Linked DNA regions of Mus musculus: region 2 is linked to region 1. A link is a contact called in public Hi-C data. All regions are on one chromosome and are shown on one strand. Each heading gives the region's core, a stretch centred on a gene start, on an enhancer-like site or on the middle of the called end of the contact. The rest is flanking DNA. Distances are from core to core; before and after follow the strand shown.

What was found. Hi-C and Micro-C count contacts between places; a contact is called where the count stands out from the background.
Region 2: a contact with region 1 is called in a Hi-C map of B cells, with 6 read pairs. The contact joins the promoter of Zfp653 here to the promoter of Icam5 in region 1. A contact is called at or near these places in 1 of 39 promoter capture datasets (liver) and 3 of 484 Hi-C or Micro-C datasets (B cells, embryonic stem cells and liver).

What each region holds. Positions count from the first base shown.
Region 1 is chr9:21,030,407-21,034,245 of GRCm38.p6, reverse strand. Icam5 (intercellular adhesion molecule 5, telencephalin) reads right to left here and starts at 2,208. Exons shown (of 11, transcript NM_008319.2): 1 at 2,035-2,208; 2 at 890-1,159; 3 at 431-751. The coding sequence starts at 2,116. It overlaps Mir1900 (microRNA 1900), which reads left to right and starts at 1,918; the gene lies at 1,918-1,995. Icam4 (intercellular adhesion molecule 4, Landsteiner-Wiener blood group) reads right to left here. Exons shown (of 3, transcript NM_023892.3): 3 at 3,650-3,839. The coding sequence ends at 3,752.
Region 2 is chr9:22,069,296-22,073,134 of GRCm38.p6, reverse strand. Zfp653 (zinc finger protein 653) reads left to right here and starts at 1,759. Exons shown (of 9, transcript NM_177318.3): 1 at 1,759-2,086. The coding sequence starts at 1,794. It overlaps Ecsit (ECSIT signalling integrator), which reads left to right. Exons shown (of 9, transcript NM_001253897.1): 8 at 48-153; 9 at 555-889. The coding sequence ends at 811. It overlaps Gm16845 (predicted gene, 16845), which reads right to left and starts at 2,133. Exons shown (of 3, transcript NR_040407.1): 1 at 1,971-2,133.

The DNA.
Region 1 (3,839 bases), core at 959-3,458:
CCACAGAAGAAAGCACTTGGGCTGGAGAGATGGCTCAGTGGGTAAGAGCACCCGACTGCTCTTCCGAAGGTCCGAAGTTCAAATCCCAGCAACCACATGGTGGCTCACAACCATCTGTAATGAGATCTGACGCCCTCTTCTGGTGTGTCTGAAGACAGCTACAGTGTACTTACATATAATAAATAAATAAATAAATAAATCTTTAAAAAAAAAAAAAAAAAAAAAGAAAGCACTTAAGTTAGTACTTGTGTTGAAGCTGCTAAGCCTTTGGGGATCTAACTATGCAGCCCTGGCTATGTAGACCAGACTGGACTTTAAATGAACAAGAGTTCCGCCTTAGTTCTGCTTGGGCTGAGACTTAGGGCCTACACCACTACACTACGCCCCGCTGCCCTAAACTTAAAACCTGTCAGTTAGGGTCCATACTCACCAAAGGTACGGAGCTGTCTGGGGGCCGAGCTATTTGCAAACAGTCCCAAGCCGTGTGGCCGCAGGTCAAGCTCGGCGAGGCATGAGAAATTGACCCTGTGGTCCTCCCTGCGTGCCAGGACCCTGGCGGTGAGCATCGCACCCCGCGCTCGGGGTGGCTCGCCTACGAAACTGCGGCGAATCAGCTCCTGGCCGCCCCGCAGCAGGGTCAATGTGAGGCTCGCTCGGGGTCCTGCTCCCGGGACCCTGCAGCTCAAGGTGAAGTTCTCGCCCACTGGCTGCCAAGAAGGGAGCGGCACCAGCTCTACCCGATCCGGTCGCTCTGCAAGGGACCAAAACCTGGGCTTTAGCGAGCTGTAGTGCTCTCAGGACAAGCCTAGGAAGGAGGACCAGAGAACGGGTGGGCGGAGCTTTAGGGGGAGGTCCAGGGACCCAAGGGGCGTGTCCACACTGTACTCACGGAAAGTTCGGATGAGTCCACGCGCTTGGAGTGTGCGGCGCGCGCAGCGGAAGAAGCAGACCGGCTGGGTCTCAGGCTCTCGGATGTCCACCAGCTGCCGAGCCAGCCAGCGCAGACCCCTCTGGGTCCCGTTTCGGCGTAGCGAGGTCTCCAGGCCACCGCGCTCCGGCCGCGGACAGTTAGTGCTGCAGTTGAGCCACAGCGAGCCCCCGCGCTCCACGAGCGCCACGCGGGGCTGAAGGTCCGCCCAGAAAGGTTCTAGCGCGACCGCTGCCCAGGAAAACGCGGGCTCAGCCTAGGGACCCCATCTCTGAAATCTTAGTGGCCCCCATCTCCCAAACCAGGGGTGTCTGTAAGGACGAGGAAAGACCACCGCCAAGAAATAGCACGGGAGTCCCGCATCCCACTCAAGATTCGGGACTGACGCACTCTTAGAGGGGCGTCTCTGGAAGCCTTGCTGCCTATGGCAGAGATGGGGAAGCTCGGTGCAGGGATGGGGTCTCAGATGAACACATCAATAGTGAGGAGGAGGAGATTCCAATTTGGGGGGATGGGGAACCAAGTCACTCTTAAGACCCTGACAGGTCGTCAGGAAATGGGGGGGAGAGACACCGAGGCTGGGGGCGAAAGCAAAGTAGAAATGAGAGACTGAGTCAAAGGCTTAAAGGAGATTGTCCCCAAACTTGAGTAACTTGGACAGAAAGCCACAAGGTTAGATTCCGGGAAGGAACCGTGAGGAAAGCCCTAGAAAGCCGGTTGCCAGGGCTCCAGGTGGAGGGGAAACAGGGCCTCTGAGTTATGACAGTTGAGGAGATAGGGTCTTTGAGGATCATAAATAGGGATGATGCTAGTCTGTGAACCATAGGACACGACAGAGCAGGAGAGAACAGGAGAGCCACAGTGTCTCCTGAGCCAGGTTGGGTGCAAAACCCCGAATTCAGAAAAGGTGCTGGGTTCCGATCTGAAAGATCGAGGTGTGTTGGGGTGGAGGAAGGACAGGGAGAAGCCCGGAGCTCCAGGTGGTGGCAGAAGCGTGGGAAGCTAGAAGAGGGCGGAGCCTGGAGGGGACACCCGGGCCGCCCTCTCTGGTCCTTCAATTCCGCCCCCGCCTTATCCACCTGGCTCCGCCGGCGGGCTCTTCTTACCTGAGATGCCTAGGATCCCCAGGCCCAGGGCAGCCCAGAGGCCGAGGAGCGCTCGGCGCAGCCCTGGCGAAGGCCCCGGCATTGCCGCCGCTGCCGGGGAGGGGAGAGCACAGAAGGCGAGGGGAGCGCGAGTGATGGAGAGCGGGGCTGGGAGGACCGCGCAGCGCAGCGGGTGGAGTGTGGGGGTGGCAGAATTGCGCCCAGGGATTGGTTTAAACGTTGGTAACTTGGTTTCTAAGGAGGGGGCGGTGACAGAGGCGGTGATGGGGGGCGAGCTGACAGGAGGCGAGCGCGCACTGGGCTTCTCCAGGCCTTAATGCAGGCGAGCTAGCCAGGCAAGAGCGGTCCCCCGTGGGGGAAAGATCTACATGGAGGTCGGCCTAATGATCTAAAGCCTTCTGGGGGCGACCACGCTCTCCCGCGTCATCCCTGGCGAAGGAGGGAAGGGATGCTGAGAGGCCCTGCCCAAACACCCACCACCATAGGTATAGAGTCTGAGACAACGCGCTGGGTCTCCAAGCCACGCCCATCCTCGGTCCCTCCCACCAGCGCCTGTTTGAGCAAGGGTGGATGGAGAGGTTGCTTGTATTAGCTTGGGGAGTCAATAGTATGCAGGAAATGTGGTTCTAAGAGGAGAATGTGAGGATGCCTTCCTTAACTGAGGTTTCGTTTTGACCTCCAGCAGGCTAAGTATGGGAGCCACGCCCCTAAGACCTCCTCCGCGCACGCGGCGAAGGAAGAGGGGGATCAAGTGCCAGCAAGACTCGGACACGTGTGCGTGTGCGCAGCGTTCGCAGGCTTCTAAATTAGAGTCGACTCCGGCACCCGATCTTTATTTACCCAGAGTGCAGCGGGAATGTGTCTACAACGCTGTTGTGTGTCTAGTCTCTCAGCAGAGCTTCTGCGCCCTCCTCGCCAGGAGTGTGGCCGCCTCTACTGGGTAACTAGTGCGAGATTCTGCAATTCACGCTGGACCAAAAGATCAACTGGGGACACTTTGACCCCAGCTTTGACATCCCTCTCTACATACATACCAGACTCGGAGACAACAAGCACAACGCCAGGAAGCAAGTCTGTGACAGCTCACGTGGCCTGAACAATCATCTCTTAACTTGTTGCTATGCTAGATTTCCTATCTAGTTAGCCGCTTCCTCTACTACTTGAAGAAGGCCCCGCCTACTCGAGTGTTTCTACCTCCCCCCCCCCCCCCAATTAATGATAACCTTGGGGAATCAGGTCTAGCTCCACCCGCTGGCCTTCTCTAGTAACGCACAGGCTCCGTAGTGGAAAAGGAGGGAGGAGAAGGGAAACTTAGCCTCCAATCAGAGCTCCGGCCTGTATCAGCGGAGCCAATCAGAAAAAGCCATACCAAGAGTCAGCCCTGGAGGGGAGGTCAGTTTAGTCTTTCTGCCCCGCACAAATAAAGCTAACAAAACTCTACGCAGAGGAACTCGGGTTCTAGGACCCCATGCTGGCCTTGAAGGAGAAATTTCAAGGTGTTGTTTCCTCCAGTACTACCTCTAATCTACTAATCTTCAGCCCCTACGTAAGGAATTTGGAAAAAGTAAGGTACCTTAAAAAAGAAACCACTTTCTCCAAGAACCGTAAGGCAGAGACTGAGGAGGAAGACTTTATTGTTTCAATAAGAGTCTCTGAATTAATTACTCTGAAGTTCTTTTCCCCTCCCTCTTGTCAGGCATCGAAAACAGATCTATAACTAAGTCTGCACAGCCAGGTACTTGCGCACGTAGACAGCCCCCACAGCCAGGAGGATCCCCACCAGGGTTGCGATGGAGGTAGAGGCC
Region 2 (3,839 bases), core at 510-3,009, 1.0 Mb before region 1:
TTTTGTGTTCTGGCCTCTAATCCTGCCTGCTCTCTTGCCTGAGGTAGAAAGTAGAGGAGATCCCAGAAGAATGGGAGCTGTACTACCCACAGAAGCTGGACCTGGAATATTCAAGGAGTGGTTGGGACGACTATGAGTTTGACGTGGATGAAGGTAAAAGCAGGTCTCAACACAGCACATCTGTGTGGTGGCCATTTGTCCACGCTCCACAGGATGAGGGGTCATATGCCCCCCAGGGTACCTCTCCTTGGCTACTCCCTCTCCCCTTTGTACTATCTTTTAAGGAGCATTCTATACTGACTAGTGATGTGACCAGAATACGCGCAAGCCTCAGGTCAGCAGGGAACAGTCAAGTTATATGTGGGGAGTTGGGAGGAGGCACATGGTAGCCTCCAAGTTAGGGCTCAAACTTAGTCTCTTGATAGTATCTGAGCAGCGGGTGGCATGGCCAAGGGAAATGTAGAACATTTATGTGGCACAGGGAGCTGGCTGTGAACTCATGGAGGTGCTCAGAGTACGTCACAGTGGTGAGACACAAACTCTTCTCCTAACAGTGACAGAAGGCCCTGTCTTCGCCATGTGCATGGCTGGTGCCCATGATCAGGCAACATTGATCAAGTGGATCCAAGGCTTGCAGGAGACCAACCCAACCCTGGCACAGATCCCAGTGGTATTCCGCCTGGCCAGGTCCACGGGGGAGCTCCTGACAACTTCAAGGCTGGAGGGACAGTCCCCTCCCCACAGTCCTCCCAAGGGGCCTGAGGAAGATGATGAGACCATTCAGGCAGAGCAGCAGCAGGGGCAAAGTTGAGTCAGATAGAGCTGGCATGAGGAGAAAAGACTGGGCTGGTATGAAATAATATGGAGAAAATAAAAAAATCAAAACCTCTTCCCTGGCCCTGTGGCTTCCCTTCGTATGTTCTGCATGGGCTCTTTTGGGTTTACCACCTTGGGACCCTTTTTTAAACTTGTCTTTTCAAAAATTCCATTTATAGATGGGCGTGGTGGCACACGCCTTTAATCCCAGCACTCGGGAGGCAGGCAGACAGATTTCTGAGTTCGAGGCCAGCCTGGTCTACAGAGTGAGTTCCAGGACAGCCAGGGCTACACAGAGAAACCTTGTCTCGAAAAACCAAAAAAAAAAAAAAAAATCCATTTATATATTTATGGTATGGGAGGGATGTGTGGAGGTCAGAAGACCATTTGCTGGAGTCTGTTCCGATATATGACCCTGTGAATCTCGGAAATGTAACTCAGATTGTCAAGTATGCCAGCCATCACCTTACCTGCAGAGCCGACTTGTTGGCCTTTAAAAACATCTTTTAAATGTATTTACCTTTATTTTATGTGCATTGGTGTTCTGCATGTATATATGTTTATGTGAGAATGGTAGATCTTGGAATTACAGACAGTTCTAGCTGCCATGTAGGTGCTGAATTTGAGCGCAGGTCCTCTGGAAAAGCAGTGAGTGCCCTTAACCAGTGAGCCATTTCTCCAGCCCTTTTGAAAAAATCTTTAATCACATTGCCGAAGAATTCAATAGAGAGGCAAGGATTACCTGAGTTTCAGTACCCAGTGCCTCTACCTCCCAAATAACTGACTTGTCAACAGAACGCACTTCCATGGCCTGGGCCGGACGGACTACGCGCATGCGCAGCTATGGCTAGTTGTCCCCGTTTGGCGCCGCGGGCAGAGAAGACCCTGTGAGAAATCTCCCGGCGGCGCAGACTAGGCGCGCCACTTCCGGTCGAGGCTCCTAACAACGGGGGAGGCCGGTAACCAGGGAGGGGGGGATGGCGGAGCGGGCTCCAGAGCCCGGGGCGGAGGCGGAGGCGGGCGCAGGCGGGGAGGCGGCGGCAGAGGAAGGCGCGGCAGGCAGAAAGGCGCGGGGCCGGCCGCGGCTCACCGAGTCGGACCGGGCCCGGAGGCGGCTCGAGTCCCGGAAGAAGTACGACGTGCGGCGCGTGTACCTGGGCGAGGCGCACGGCCCCTGGGTGGACCTGAGACGCCGCAGCGGCTGGAGCGACGCCAAACTTGCCGCCTACCTCATTTCGCTGGAGCGTGGCCAGCGTAGCGGTCGCCACGGGTAAGGGGGCGCGGGGCCGGGAGAGGGAGGGAGGGAGAGAAGAAGCCGGGGGAGGGACGAAAAGGGCAGCGGCCCCGCCCCCGGAGCGTGAAGCCCCACCCCCGGGCCGCCTGGCGGCCCTCGGTCTCGGGCTTAGGCAACCCAGACCCCTCACGCGCCTCCTCGCGGCTCCGCCTCCGACCCATTGACTACCCAATGCAAGCCTGTGCCCCACCCCTCTGCCCGCCTTCGGAAGCTCCGACTGGCCCGTCTGAAGAGTCGACCCGCCTCCACTGGCCTGGCCTGGGGCTGGCTCTCAGGTGTAAACCTCCAAAGGTGCTGGGCACTCTGATTTTCTGCGTATGAGTGCCTTGCCTTCGTGGATATATGTGTACCACGTGCATGAACTACCTGCAGAGGTCAGAAAAGGGTGTCGGATCCCCAGAAACCACCATTGTGAACCACCATGTAGGTTGTGGGAACCAAACCCGGATCCTCAACAAGAAAGCAGCCTTAACCCAGCCACCTGTTTCAACAACCTTGTCAGGGTTACTTGTGTGCATCCTGAGTGCTGGGACTAAAGGCATGTGCCAGGCTTGGTGTGAGGGCACTTTTATTCTTGTGTATGTGTGCGTGTGTGGTGTATGTAGGCCCACATAAGGAGGTGGGAAGACAGCTTTGCAGAGCTAGTCCTCTTCTACCACGTGCCCTCTAGGGATCAGACTAAGACCATGAATGGTTCACCACGCTGTAGTTGTCAGACCTATTGGTAAACTGTCATGTGCAGCTTGCCACACTGAGAAGCAGGCTCTGAAAGTGTAGATGGCCTCTCCTGTTTGAGACTCAAGCATGTCTCTCTCAGTGTCCTCCAGGAAGAGACAAGGACAGCAGAAGTGCCCAAGAGTAAAAACCCCATGCCCTTAAGAACAGCTAGAAGGTGGAGCATTTCCAATAGAGGTTACTCCTGCTGTCTCACAGTGCAGGTGTCCACAGTGGGAAGACAAGCTGGATGCTAAGCCATGGAGGGAAAGCTCACCCTGGGACTCCAGCTGTTGCCCCAGCTTCCCCAGCCAGTAGCTGCATGGTGTGAACACTGGATTGGATATTATCTGTCTGGTTTGCACAGACAGTTCCAGCCAGCCAGGGCTGCATAACGATACTCTATCTCAAATAAAATACAAAATGAAAATAGAGAGCATAGAAAGGGTTTGGCCCATAGTAAGGGTTCAGGTGTAGCGTGTTCTGCTCTTGTCTGCACTCATCTGTATGAATGATTCTTTAAGAGTTGATTCTAGGCCCTGAAGAGGTTGGATCAGTAGTTAAGAGCATTTGTTGCTCTTTCAGAGGGCCTGGGTTTGGTTCCAGTCACCAGCATTGTGGTTCACAACCATCTGTAACTCCAGTTCCAAGGGATTCCATGCCCTCTTCTGACCTCCAAGGGCATCAGGCAGGTGCAGAGACATGAATGCAAGTAAAAACTTATGCACATGAAATAGTAAAATCATTTTTAAGAAGTTATCCAGGCATAGTGGCACATGCCTGTAATTCCAGCATTTTGGAGGCAGATGCAACTAGAGCTTTTTGAGTTTGAGCCCAGCTGGGTCTATATGTTGAGTTCCAGGATAGCCAGGGCTACACAGAGAGACAGAGGTCTCAAAACAAAAACAAAAAACAAAAATACATTGATTCTTAGGGGCAATAACCAGCTAGGAGCAAGGGGTATAACTCAGTGGTGGAGTGTCTCATGTGTGAGAAGCTCTGGGCGCACGCTCTC